3 separate regions of the Mus musculus genome follow, and regions 2 and 3 are each linked to region 1. The links are chromatin contacts, called in public HiChIP or PLAC-seq maps. All regions are on one chromosome and are shown on one strand. Each heading gives the region's core, a stretch centred on a gene start, on an enhancer-like site or on the middle of the called end of the contact. The rest is flanking DNA. Distances are from core to core; before and after follow the strand shown.

Evidence for each region. HiChIP or PLAC-seq counts read pairs in DNA pulled down with a chosen protein or histone mark.
Region 2: an HNF4G HiChIP or PLAC-seq map of pancreatic cancer cells shows a contact between it and region 1. The contact joins two enhancer-like sites. A contact is called at or near these places in 1 of 484 Hi-C or Micro-C datasets (muscle stem cells), 7 of 115 datasets of contacts at active chromatin or transcription factors (astrocytes, embryonic stem cells, extraembryonic endoderm stem cells and 2 more) and 1 of 9 other capture datasets (adipose tissue).
Region 3: a contact with region 1 is called in an HNF4G HiChIP or PLAC-seq map of pancreatic cancer cells. The contact joins two enhancer-like sites. A contact is called at or near these places in 2 of 15 datasets of contacts at CTCF or cohesin (the NIH/3T3 cell line and large pre-B cells), 1 of 484 Hi-C or Micro-C datasets (muscle stem cells) and 3 of 115 datasets of contacts at active chromatin or transcription factors (embryonic stem cells, fibro-adipogenic progenitors and pancreatic cancer cells).

What each region holds. Positions count from the first base shown.
Region 1 is chr1:153,265,360-153,269,503 of GRCm38.p6, reverse strand. The region is part of intron 1 of Lamc1 (laminin, gamma 1); the gene reads left to right. Among named protein-coding and RNA genes, the nearest start is that of Lamc1, 65 kb to the left of the region's middle. Within about 2 kb of position 2,448, at least 62 of the 459 cell types and tissues checked have an H3K27ac peak or open chromatin away from gene starts, as enhancers often do. A contact at or near this core is called in muscle stem cells and pancreatic cancer cells, where this site is marked.
Region 2 is chr1:153,082,290-153,086,790 of GRCm38.p6, reverse strand. Nmnat2 (nicotinamide nucleotide adenylyltransferase 2) reads right to left here. Exons shown (of 11, transcript NM_175460.3): 5 at 328-454. Among named protein-coding and RNA genes, the nearest start is that of Lamc2, 100 kb to the left of the region's middle. Within about 2 kb of position 1,425, at least 89 of the 459 cell types and tissues checked have an H3K27ac peak or open chromatin away from gene starts, as enhancers often do. A contact at or near this core is called in muscle stem cells and pancreatic cancer cells, where this site is marked.
Region 3 is chr1:153,046,194-153,050,374 of GRCm38.p6, reverse strand. All of the region lies in intron 1 of Nmnat2 (nicotinamide nucleotide adenylyltransferase 2), which reads right to left. Among named protein-coding and RNA genes, the nearest start is that of Nmnat2, 93 kb to the right of the region's middle. Within about 2 kb of position 2,079, at least 83 of the 459 cell types and tissues checked have an H3K27ac peak or open chromatin away from gene starts, as enhancers often do. A contact at or near this core is called in muscle stem cells and pancreatic cancer cells, where this site is marked.

The sequences.
Region 1 (4,144 bases), core at 1,199-3,698:
TGTCCGTCTGTCCTCACGTCTGAATCTAGTTGAAGGACATTTTTGTCTGACTCCATGTCTTTGAACACTGGTTCTTGAGGACTTCCAGATTTTGTTCTCTCCTGCCTATACCTCTTCCTCGACTTCAGTGTTGGTCTGTCTGTTCCTGTGGTAGTGGAGTTTGAACCCAGGGGAGTGTTCCACCATGGAGCTACACCGCAGCTCCAGACTCTGTGTGGTATCGTGTAGGGAACCAAAAAAAGGGGGGGGGGACCCTGGGGAAAAGTGGGGAGGAAAAGGGGCCTAACATCTGGCCAGAGTTTCTGTGCTCTGGGCAGGCAGACGCAGGCAGATGCTTCTCCATTTGGCTCCAGTTGAGCATGCCTGACCCACGAGGCATGGGGTGGAAAAGGGGCAGCCCCGACCAGGGACTCTGGAGCTACCTTGCTTATTACTGCTACCTTGGACCAATCTATTGTCATCTCTTGCCTAGGTTGTTGCAGCCCCTCCTCCAGCAGCTTTTTTTTTTTTTCCAGCCCAGCTAGAGAGTGCTTTGCCAGTTCAGTAGCCCAAGTGAGTCTTATAAAAGTAGCAGTCAAGGGGTGTTGGTGAGGTGGCTCAGTGGCCAGACACATTTGTGCACAAGCCTAGCAACTTAAATGTGGGCCCAGATCTCACAAGGTTGTCTCTGACCTCCACAGGTACATAGTATGCGTAAAGCTGCATGTGCGCATGCACACACACACACACACACACACACACACACACACACACACACACACACACTATAAATATATAGAATTGAACAGTAGCCGAGCATGTACATTTGCTTACAGAGTTCTCCAGTGGATTTTCACCTAGTAAGAACCAGGTCTTCTCAATGACCTACAAAGTCCTGTGTCCTCGGCCCCATCTCCTCGTGCTTTCCACCTTACTCATACTGACCTCCTGACCACTCCCTAACTAAAGCTTGCTGACAGGCTCAGGGTATTTGCATTTTCCCTGAGAAGGCTTCTCACCCACATGTTGCAGTGTTCCACTTACGGTCTGTGCTCAGATATCGCCATAGCCATGTTAGTGCCGTCACCTCTGAGAATGCAATGTTAGATAGCATTTCTCCCTCTCCCGCTCTCTATCATCTAACATAGATAATGTGTGTGCATGTGCGCAAGTGTGTGTGTGCTTATGATGAGTGCTCATGGTTGTGCAAGTGTGTACATGTGGAGGCTGGAATTCACCATCAGATACCATTCCCGAGGAGCCCCAGAGTCTGTTTTTTGAGACAAGGCCCCTCACTGGGATCAGGGACTCACTGATTGTGCTTGGCTGGCTAGCCAACAAGTCCAAGGGATCAGCCTGTCTCTGCCTTGACAGCATTGGGATTTTGTAGGCACATTCCTGTTTGGCCTTTACGTTGGGGCTAGAGATCAAACTCAAGTCCTTGAAGTTTCCCATGGCAAGCAGTGACAGAGCCTTTCCCCCAGTTGACAACATTAGTGCGTATTTATTCCAGCCCTAGCCCCGCTCTGACACCCACTAGACGGTGAACTCCACCTGCTTGGCACCATATGGATCTCCCTTTCTGCTGTGGCCTCATGCTTAGAATATTGACTAGCTGGTACATATTAACATTCAGTAAATATTTGCTGAGTGAATGGAAGAATTTGGATCTATACGACTCTTGGGACCAGTGAGGAGTGTTAACTCTGACCTAGTGGGTAGCTGTGGTAAGAAATGAACGCACAACCATGAAAACTGAGAAAGCCATCTTATACTGAGCCATACGTGGTTTTATAGGAATTTCTCATATAGATGAGAGATGCAAGCGAAGCGGAACATGGTTGTGGGGAGTTGAAAGGGAACGTGTTCATTGGGACCTACAGAAACAACCAGTTAAAGGTATTCTTACAAAATGGAAGGTTAGACTATTCTCAGAAGTTTGTCACCGTGAGCTTTGGGGTCATTCACTGACTAAATAGTTAATGAAGAAACAAAGCTGCACTCTTTAGCCTTCTGCAGCTCCGTGTATTGTGGGGATCAGGTGGGGTTGGTTATCGGAGTTGGTCTTGGTTTGTACTACACTGCTATCCTTAGATGCTGGAAAGGTTTTACCATCAGGCTGTCTGTTCACGAATCCTTTACTGATGCTCATCCTCTGTGCAGACAAGACAGCATAGAGCCATACAGACCTGCAGATTCTGGTGTCTTCTTTCTTTCTCTTTCCCATGTTTCAAGTCCCTCTACTGCAGCCAGCGTATGCATCACTGACATTTTGCTTACTTTATTCGCTCAGTAAATTTAATCATCTGCCTTCTTTGTCTGCCTCCCTCCTGTCAGTCGGTTCCCACAGCTAGAACTTGGCTTAGCAGAGTGAGTAGGTTTTTTTTTTCCCTGAGTGTGCAGATGAGTGGGAGGAAGGACCAGCCTCATTCCTTTAGCTCGGCTAAAGGATTTCAGGCATGTTGTGACCCACTAGCCTGAATCAGGGCTTGTATTAAGTCTTGTAAGCATGAGGCTTGGGTTAATCAGCCATGCTCCCAGCCAGTTCTTGGCTTGGCTTTTCACTTGGTAATCTAATCTCTTTTGCTGAAGCTATAACGTGAAGTGGCAGAGGAGGTACCCAGATTAAGATAAATATATCTGATGTTTAGTAATGGAAAATGGTAGTCTCTAATGGTAATTTGCACCTATTTTAAATGACCTTCCAAGCATGCTTGACATTTTAGTATTAGTTAAGAAGTCTCTCGGTCTGTGCAGTGGCTGTCTGATGAGACAGCCATGTTTAATAACCAGGCTGAGTCACAATAGTGTGGCTTTTCAGTTTACTAAAGAATATGCAGCCTTTGGAGACCTGTTCCTTGGCAGTAGGGACGGATAGTACCAGGTGGTTTTAGGGGGAATAGCAGGGAGAGGGCAGAATTGTGGCCTTCACCAAAACTTCAAGTTTGATACTTTATGGAAAAATCTAATTTTCTTAGAAATTGGGATGTTTTTATCTCCAAAACCATATCATTCACTTCAAAACATGTTCTTCTCCTTAGCTCCATGCTGACATATACCATGGTTCTTATAAGTAGCCTTTGATGTATAGACCAACTCTTACAAAAGAACTCTAAATACTTTGGCCCCCCATGTTCTGCCTTTGCATTTAGCAGGTCTGGGTTATAGCGTAGCACAAATGTGAAGGGATGTGTTCATCACACACACTTGGAACATAAGACTGTTGAAGGCCCGGGCCATGCTTTTGAGAGGAGACTTTCTCAGACTGAAAGCTCCATTGTATTTGTTATAATAAGTTTAGTTGAAAATTACCGTTTGCTAGAAAACTGTCAAGGTTATCCCATTTGTAAAATTGTAGTAATTTAAATGTACTTTCTGTGGGCCTGTGCCCTTTTTCTGATAGTATTTGGCTACTTGACAAAGGGCAAGACTATGAACAGTTGCTGAAATCTAAGGGGAAGAAATTGGTTGCCCCTCTCTTTCCTCTTCCTCTCCTTCCTCTCTTTCAACATTTTATTTGAAAGATGATGCTTACGGCAGTAGGAAGAACCCAGCTCTTCGCCCAGGCCCTCAAGGACGGAGCTTTCAGTCATAGGGATGACTCTTCTGGACTTGCTGGGGTCACCTCAGCACACCCTGGATGTGCTTAACTGTCCCAGTGCTTTCTCATGGGTTGGCCTGAAGATCCCAAACCCGGCCCTGACTTGGCTCTGGACTGTGTGGACTGGTGGCGTTGTATTTGTGTGCAGTCATCTCTGAGGTGCAGCAGTGGCAGCTGGTGCACAGCTGGACATGCTGTCCTGGGAACTCTCTGCTCACAACCCTGAGAACGTTTTCAAACAGTGGCCTTCTGCGTCTACTGTTTGTGTTAACTGTTTGGAGAGGCCTAGTTAGTAGCCTAAACATACACCGTCTCTAATTGACTGTTCTACAGCTTTCTTAGTGTTAACGTTCTTGATCTTGACTTGACAGAGAGAGAGAGAGAGAGTTCAGTTTCTGATTTCTAGAGAGTTAGCCTGTAAGTTCAATAGTGAGCCCCGTGGCACCTAATTTGGTTCTTTAGAAGGAACTTCTTTTGTTCTGATTCAGCCCTTGGAAGGCATTTTGGAATCCTGGAAAGTTCTGTATGGCCATTATCATTCATCAGTAAACTATACAGGCAGTT
Region 2 (4,501 bases), core at 176-2,675, 180 kb after region 1:
ACTTCCTCACTGTGACCCTGGGTGAGACCCTCGAGCTCCCTAGAAGAGGCAAAGAAAAATGTTCCCTTTCACATACTAAATCCCTACTTAAGGCAATTTGTATTTATATTTAAATCCTTCAGAAGGCACATTCTCTTCTCTCCTCTCTCCTCCCCTTCCTCCCCCTTTTCCCTTCTCTTCTGCCTCCTTCTCTTTCCCTCCCTCCTCCATTCTTCCTTCTCTTTCCTTCCCTTACGCCTCTTCCTCCTTCCAGCCTGACCAATTCAAATCCTGGGCGGGCCCTCTAGGTGATTCTGAAGACTAAAGAGTTTACCCAGCATCCCTTACCTGCAGTGGGCTTGGTGGGCACATTGCTGTTCTGGTAAATGGGCTGGGTGTTCTCATGCTGTGGCTGTCCGATCACAGGTGTCATGGAAGGTGTGTTGACGTTGGAGAGGATGCAGCCGGTCACCCTCTGGGGAGAGGAGAAGCATTTAGTCAGTGTCCTTAGCCCAGGGGCACTGAGACTCATGGCCCAATTGCCCGGTGGATAACCATCTCAGGCAGAGGGAGTCAGCTTCAAGCTCAGGGAGGGTCCTGGGGTTGGCTCTAGATGCAGCTGCACCACATGGTCGACACTGGCAGGAAACAGGGTAGCTCAGCAAGATAAGCTTGGGAGGGTATCACATACCCCTGCTCCCCAGTCCAGGGTTCCCTCCTAGCTATGTGACCTTAGACAGTTAATTGTTCCTGAACCTTAATTTTAATTCAAGTATGACATTATAGTTACCTTTTTTCTTTTAAAAGAAACAGCATCTGATGCATCTCAGGCTAACTTCCAACTGTGTAGTTGAAGATGACATTTCACTTTCCTTTTTTTATTTTTTATTTTTTGAGATGGTTTTTTTTTTTTTTTTTTCTTTTTTTTGGTGTAGCCCTGGCTATTCTGGAACTCACTCTATAGACTAAGCTGGCCTCAAACTCAGAGATCCACCTATCTCTGCCTCCTGAGTGCTGGGGTTACAATCTTCAGCCATCCCTTGCAGTTAAAACAAAACAAACAAACAAACAAAAAAACCAAAACAAACAAAACAAACAAAGGAATCTACATGTAGGTGGAATTCAGCCATAGTCTCCTGCCTTAGGAGTTAGCCCAGTTAGGCAGGCCAATCTCATGGCCAGAGGACTGCCACTCACCTCAGGAAGGCAGGCCTACCTTAATCCATTTCATCTGTGGCAGAATTACCTGAGCACGTACGTGTAAAGTCCGTGACACCTGGTAGGACTTGATGTAATCTCTGTGTGTCATGACTCACATGAGATCATATCTGTGAGGGTGCTCTGCAGGCCTGGGAAAGGTCAGGCTGACCACAGACCTCATCACTCCCTCAGCCTCTGCCAGCTAGACATGTCAGTAACCAGCTAGACACCAGTGCCATAGACAGCAGGATGTATTGTGTCACAGGAAGTGTGGGGTGTGTTTCAAGGCCCCTCAGGCCTGCCCATCACACCTCAGAACCACATGGTGACTTGAGATACATTATCCCACATCCTGTGTTATCACGCCCATTGCTCCCTCAGTGATGGAGAACGTACAGGGCTGAGAAAGTAGCTTTCTCCACAGTGGAGACAGAAGCAACCCACCTTTACCCAGGGTCAGAGGGCGACAGAGAATCATGAGATTAAGTGCATAATTAAGGTCCCTTCCCCAAAAGCCATTATCTCCCAGGTGAGGGTACCCACTGCATTTTCAGGATTGGAGTCCTGCTGTGAAAGAACCCTCAAGCCCCAGGGATGAGCAGGAAGACTCTCTGGGCACAGCTTCTAAAGGGGATCCTGCAGGCGGAATGCCTGGAGTCCTGAGCCCTAGAAGAGCGGGCATTTGTTTGGTGGGCTAACCCATCACTTCTGACTGCTCCTAACATGAGGAGGTCACAGGGACATCCAACTGCATCTGTAAGACAGCTTCCCAGCCTGCTTTGTGGGATCCTCTGCCCAGCTGCAGCTGATGGAATGAAGAGGTAATCTACAGTCTTTAATTATTATTTTACCACCAGAAAAGACAGTGCCACACTGGCACTTAGCAGCTATTCTGTGGCCAAGGACATTTCTTCTCTTTCTGCATCCTTGGTCCCATTTACCTTGCTCTGCCAGGAAGGAAATGATTGGCCATGCACACCCCACCCCCACCATTGCCTGTCCCTTGCTCGGTGCTCCATGGCTCTCCTGTCCGCAGCAGTTTTTACATACCCAGCCTCGAGTGGCCACCTCCCTGGCAAGTTCACCAGGACCACCAGCCTTATCCCAGGACTGGGAAACATGGAGTTATCAGGAAGCAGCACTGAGCTCTGGCTGCAAGGCTGTGGGCCATCTGGAAGCTACACTATCAGCCAGCCTCCGAGGGCTGCCTCCGCGGGCTGCCTCAGCTGGAGCTTGGGAATGTGTTTCTCTGGCTCAGGTTCAAGCTCTGGGCATGAGTAACAGAGGAAGTGCCCAGAAAGCCCGGGCATTTGGACAACCCAACAATGGCCAGGCCCTTATGGCCATTATGCCCAGGTCAGAGCTCAAGAATACCAGAAGGGTTTTTGGCTCTCCATTTCTGAAGCTTCCTTAGGGTCTCTGTGTGACTAAAAAAAAAAAAAAAAAAAAAAAAACATGGATTCCCAGATGACACTCCTCTCCCCAACTCAAGTGGCAAGTGTGAGAAATAAACTGATGTAAGCCACTGATAATTGTGTTTGTTACCACAGCACATTTTCACCTATCCTGACTGACACACCTTTATACAGGAAATTAGGTATCTTAAAAAAAAAGTTGTATCGTTCATTCTATGTATGTATGTATGTATGTATGTATGTATGTATGTATGTGTCTGTGTGGTAGGTGCATAGGAAAGCAGGGTCTACAGACAACAGAGGCATCAGATCGCCTTGAACATGAGCCCTCTCTAACTGCTGAGCCATCTGTTCAGCTCGGAGCAGTCTTTTATCATTTGGTTGTGGACACTTCCCAGAAGAGTAAGTGAGGCTGACCTGTCTCACCGTCTTTCCAAGATGACCAAAAACCGAATCAGGACAGGAATGAAGGGTTCTGAAGATAGATGTTCTGTCTACTTCCACAGAGGAAAGTAATAGGTTGAGTAGCAGAGTGTTCCATGCTCCCCCTGCTCCTGGTCTACTAGGATGTTCTGGGACCCTCATCTCATGTAGTAAAATGAAGCCCGGATGTGGGGGTTGGTGCAGTGCAGGGCGGTCAGAGGCTGCTCAGTGAAGAGAGGGTGGTGACAGCCCCTCCAACGGCAAGGAGAGGGCTGGGATACAGGTCTCCTTGGATCAGAATGACCCGTTTTAGGTAGCACGGGGCCAAAGATGTTCCACTCGCAGTGTGCGGAGATGACCACAAAGGGCAGTGTGCTGTATCTGTCAGCCTATCTGTAGTCTCCCCTTCCCCAGCCTGAAACCTGCTTGCTCAGGGGTGGAGCTTCCTGCTCATTCGTTCTGCCACGCCCACTGCTGGAACCTGCGGAGCCACACACGTGCACCTTTCTACTGGACCAGAGATTATTCGGCGGGAATCGGGTCCCCTCCCCCTTCCTTCATAACTAGTGTCGCAACAATAAAATTTGAGCCTTGATCAGAGTAACTGTCTTGGCTACATTCCTTTCTCTCGCCACCTAGCCCCTCTTCTCTTCCAGGTTTCCAAAATGCCTTTCCAGGCTAGAACCCAGGTTGTGGTCTGATGGCCGGACACAACAATTGGCGAACCAACTCGGGACTGAGAAACGGCAAAGGATTTTTGGAAGAGACGCTGCTGGTTCGGAGCTCCATAAAATAAAGGATAAAGGAAATTCATACTGGAGAAGGTATGGGCTAAGCTGAGACAGCGTTAAACCCGAGCGCTGGTTCACTTAGGTTCAGCAGTGAGGAGCTGGGTAATAGGCGGTAGGCCGTAGCTCTCTGAAGCTACATGAGGCGTGAGAAAAGAAAGGGTTTATTAAAAGGAATAGGCAGATTGCCCCAGTTAATAAAAAATGCATCATAAGGGAGGAAAATGTCCCAAAAAGCAGAGAGAAATATCTCTCTGGGCCTTATAGCAGGAGTACTCTGTTCCCTTTTGTGTCTTGTCTAATGTCCGGTGCACCAATCTGTTCTCGTGTTCAATTCATGTATGTTCGTGTCCAGTCTGTATGAATGAATGTTCTATGTTTTATGTTGGATAATAAAGATGGTATAAAAAACTTTATCTGCAAAGCCGAGAGCTGCCACGTGTTTCAGCCAGGAATCAGACACATGGCGGGAGGGCCCCTGCTGGAAAAACTGTTCGTTTTAGGAAATAAGGGCGAGTGCACAGCCTCTAAGTTTCGGAGTAAAAAAGCTAATAAATGGTTTATGATTAATGTGTTTGACAATGGTAAAGTGTTTTTTATTCTATGATTGTAGCTACAAAAATTATTATTCTCTGATTGGTCTAAATGTAACTGCTTCATTTGGTTCTTTTTTATTGGTAATGTGCTCTGAGTGTT
Region 3 (4,181 bases), core at 830-3,329, 220 kb after region 1:
CAAACCACTCAGGGGATTCAGGGTTCATCTTCCTAACAGCTACTGAAATGCTTTGCCACCCTAGGGATAGGGTGGGCTTGCTTCCTCTCCTTGGGACGCTTCTGATGTGCATGTAGCAGCGGTAGTGACATCACTGGACTCCCCTCCAACTCCACAGGTTCGGGTTCCCAGGAGCTTTCTTTCCTGGAATCTGGTATTCATTTTGGCAGAGGTCACAGGAGTCATGTGAACGATGAAGAGGGCGTGGGTGGCAAGCCAAGTGTCTGTGTCACTGGGGGGGGGGGGCATTACTGTGGCTGCGACTCCCTACTGAGATCAGTGGTTGCTCTGTGTGTTGTGAGCAAGAGGAGAGGGTTGGCCTCTTCCTCCACTCTAGACCTCTCAGCTTGAAAAGGGAGCAGATTCACCCCACATACCACACATAGGCATGTGTGTCTGCATGCATGCCTGCTCTCCTTCCCCGTCCCCTCACAATCTCTTTCCTGTCTATGGAGATCAGATCATAGGCTGAGCTGAACAACACCCCCAGGTTGCTTCCAAAGGCTGATGCAGCACCAGGCATCCCCCAGGCCTCAGAGCTGGCCAGGCATGGGTGTGTGAAAGACTGTCCAGGGGTGTGGGGTACTGCCAGTTTTCTGAAGGGCAGGAACTGCACCTCCTCCAGTTTATTGCCTTATGCACCCCAAACAAAGCCCACCCCCAAGCCCTTATCAGGACATTTCAGATAGGTTTGACACTAAGCAAACACTGATTAAACCAAGCAATTTCTCACACATCCTTCAAGATCTGCTGGAAATCCAAAGTAGCCAATTCTCTTGGAACTCAGATTTGGCACGTGTGCAGTGCCCGTCTCTGTGCCCCAGCCTTTAATTCCTGCTGAGTAGGAGCCCAACAGTAACCACAAGTAGACTTGTATGCTAAGTCTTCCCTGAAAAACACATACTTTTTTTTTTTTTTTTTTTTTTTTTTTTTGGCCTCAAACTTGCTATGTAGCTTAGCTCCTAATCTTCTTGCTTCCAAGTACTGGGGATTATAGACATAGACCATCATACCCAGCTTTGTGCAAGCCTTGGGAAGTGAAGAAACCGAGGAAAGTTGACTCTGTTTTCCTCTTTCTTTATTAAAAGATAAGAGAAGGCTCAGAGACAAGAGACTGCAGTGGCTAGAGAAAGAACCAGGAGGATACCTGGAGCTCGTTCCAGGTTCAGTGAGAGACCTCATCTTTAAAAAAAAAAAAAAAGAAAAGAAAAAAGAAATATATATCTTTATATATTTACCTATATTTATATAAATATTTATATAAATTTAAACAAACAATTATGTATTTATATAAATTTATGCATTGATATGTTTATATAAATTTATGTATATATTTTATATGTTTAAATTATATATAAATATATATTTATTTACACATACACATATATATTCATACACATACACACATGAAATCCACTGAGAAGACACCAGATCTCAGGCACTTGCATATACACATATCTGTACATACACACACACACACACACACACACACACACACACACACCCCTATACATATACATGTACGGCTCATGCCATCATTCACTGGAACCGGACTAATAACAACAAGAATTTAATGTGCCAGCCATTGTTCCCTGGGCCTTAAGGTAACTAGTGGTTCTGTGGCCTAGCTATCTAGCCCCTCTGGGCGTCCAGCCTGACACTCTCTCTTGTTGGCAGACCTCAGTCATGTCTGAAGGAGAAACACCCAGGTTAGAGGAGAGACTTGGCCTCTGTGGGTGGGAGTGGAGACCAGGGCCGCAGAGGCAAGGCTCACAAGAAAGGACTCCATTTGAGTCGTCTGCCGAGAGTTAGGTCAGCTCTGGGAAACTCGTTCCCAGGCAGTTTTTGAAAAACCAAAAGAGGTCATTTTGTTCTCCCTGAGAAAGGAAATCCCCTAAAGAGAGCAGTGGGCGGAATTTCTGAGGGCACGGAGTCTCTGGAAGCCAAAGGCGGGGTCAGGGAGGCCAAGGCAGTGGGATCATTACACAACCCCCTCTCCTTGGGAAAAGCCCAGCATCCTTCCTGCCTGGAGTGAGCCGGAGGCCACGGGCTCCATCTGCTGTGCCCTGGTGAGACACACACCAAAGAAACCCAGTTACTGGCCTCCATCTATTCTTTCCCTTGATAGACGCCCAGCAGAGGGTGTGGTGTCTCAGACAACAAAAACAAACAGAAGATCGTATCTGTACGTCTGTGTGGGGCCGGGGTGAGTGTTGTGTATGTAAGTGCAGGTACCCATTGTGCTGTGCAGTTTTATGATAGCTTGACACAGCGAGATATCTGAAAGGAGGGAAACCTCAACTGAGAAAATGCCTCTATAGGATCCGGCTGTAGGGCATTCTCTTGATTAGTGATCGATGGAGGCAGACCCAGCCAGTTGGGTGTGGGGCAATCCCTGGGCTGGTGGTCCTGGGTTCGATAAGCCAGCAGGCTGAGCAAGTCATGGGGAGCAAGCCACTAAGCAGCACCCCTCAATGGCCGCTGCATCAGTTCCTGCCTTGATTGAGTTCCTGTCCTGATTTCCTTCAATGACAAACAGTGATATGAAAGTGTAAGCGAAATAAACCCTTTCCTCCTCAACTTGGATTTTGGTCATGGTGTATTCAGCACAGCAATAGAAACCTTAATAAGACACCACAGTGGCCAAATGAGGGCTCAGATCCTCTGGAACTGGAGGTAAAGGCAGTGTGAGCCCTCTGAGGTCAGTACTGGATCCCCCACAAGAACAGTAAGCATTTTTAACCACGGAGCCATCTCTCCAGCCCTTAGGACTTGCATCTAAGGCCATAGAAGGGGTGACACTGAGTCTACACACAGCCTCTGTACTGCCCTTGCTGCCAGGCAATCTCTGTGGAGATATGGGAGTGTGCGCCCCTGCCCTTCCTGGGACTGTCACGGTGGGTATACTGAACTGGAAGTCAAGGTTAGATAGAGTCTGGTCTGTTTCCACGGGAAAATGGCCCTGGCTTTGGACTTCTGGAGGCCTGCCTGTAAAAAATAAATCACCTTGCATCAATTAGATTGCATCAGCATTGAGCACCTACTATGCACCAGTGTGGGAAACCAAGCACAGGGAACACTAGGATTTCTATGAAAGCTCAACCTGGAGGAGTTTACTTTCTAAACTGATCATTCCAACGCAATGCCTCCTGCTCCAGCGGTTGCCGGGCTGAACTGACATGGCGCATACACGCGTGTCTACCAGCTCCAAGGATCACGGTGATTTTCCAGAGGCACAAGGAGAACCAGAAGCAGGGCAGGACACTAAGAGTATCTCAGGCAAGGCCTCCCCTCTCAGCAGGGCCTCCAGCACAGAGGCAGGGGTAGAGGGGGGTGGGGGGAGGGGGGAGGGATTGGGGATGGGCCTGTCTGCCTCCTGCTTCCACCTGCTAAGGTAGCAGTGCTAGCTCTCTTTCTCCCCCTCCTCCCTCCATCTCTTCCCTCCTCCCTCCATCTCTCTTTTCTTTCATTTGTCTTTTTTTCCTTTTGCTCCCACTATTCTACAAGGGAGTCCTCCACATGGGGAATCAACAGAACATTCTTGTCCCATCAGACAAGAGTCGTTGGGGACTCCCATGGGACTGGGAGGGGAGGTAATCCCTGAAGGTCCTATGCGGGAGTTTCCCCATCTTTCTGCCTCCCAGCTGTGTCGCTGGGAAGCTCCTGTGGTCTTCTTCCTCCCGCTGGCTTCCCCCATTTTCTCCCTTTGCCTTCTCTGTCCATCATGGGCGTGCTGGGATAGATTTCTTCTGGCCAAATGAGTGGAAGAAAGGAGAGAAAGAGAGACCACAGAATAGCAGCACTAATGTCCTCGGAGAGCAACTCTCTGAGTTACCAGAGGAGGTGAAGTAATAGACTCCAAGAGTGAAACAGGAGAAGACAGAGACGAACCTTCTGAGATGGGGGAGCATTTAGGAGTTGGAATGAGGCGACAGTATCGGAGAAGGAGAGGGGAGGGGCTGAGCGGTGTCCTGGTTTGAACAGAGCATCCCTTTGGTGTTTTGTCAGTTTGAACAGCAAGGGATGCTGAGGATGATCGGGGAACAGTGGACCCTGCAATGGGAAGAGGTGTTACTTGAGGGCCAGGCAGGGGAAGTGTTCAAAGGGGGAAATGGGGAGGCTTAAGTAGATACTTTGAAACA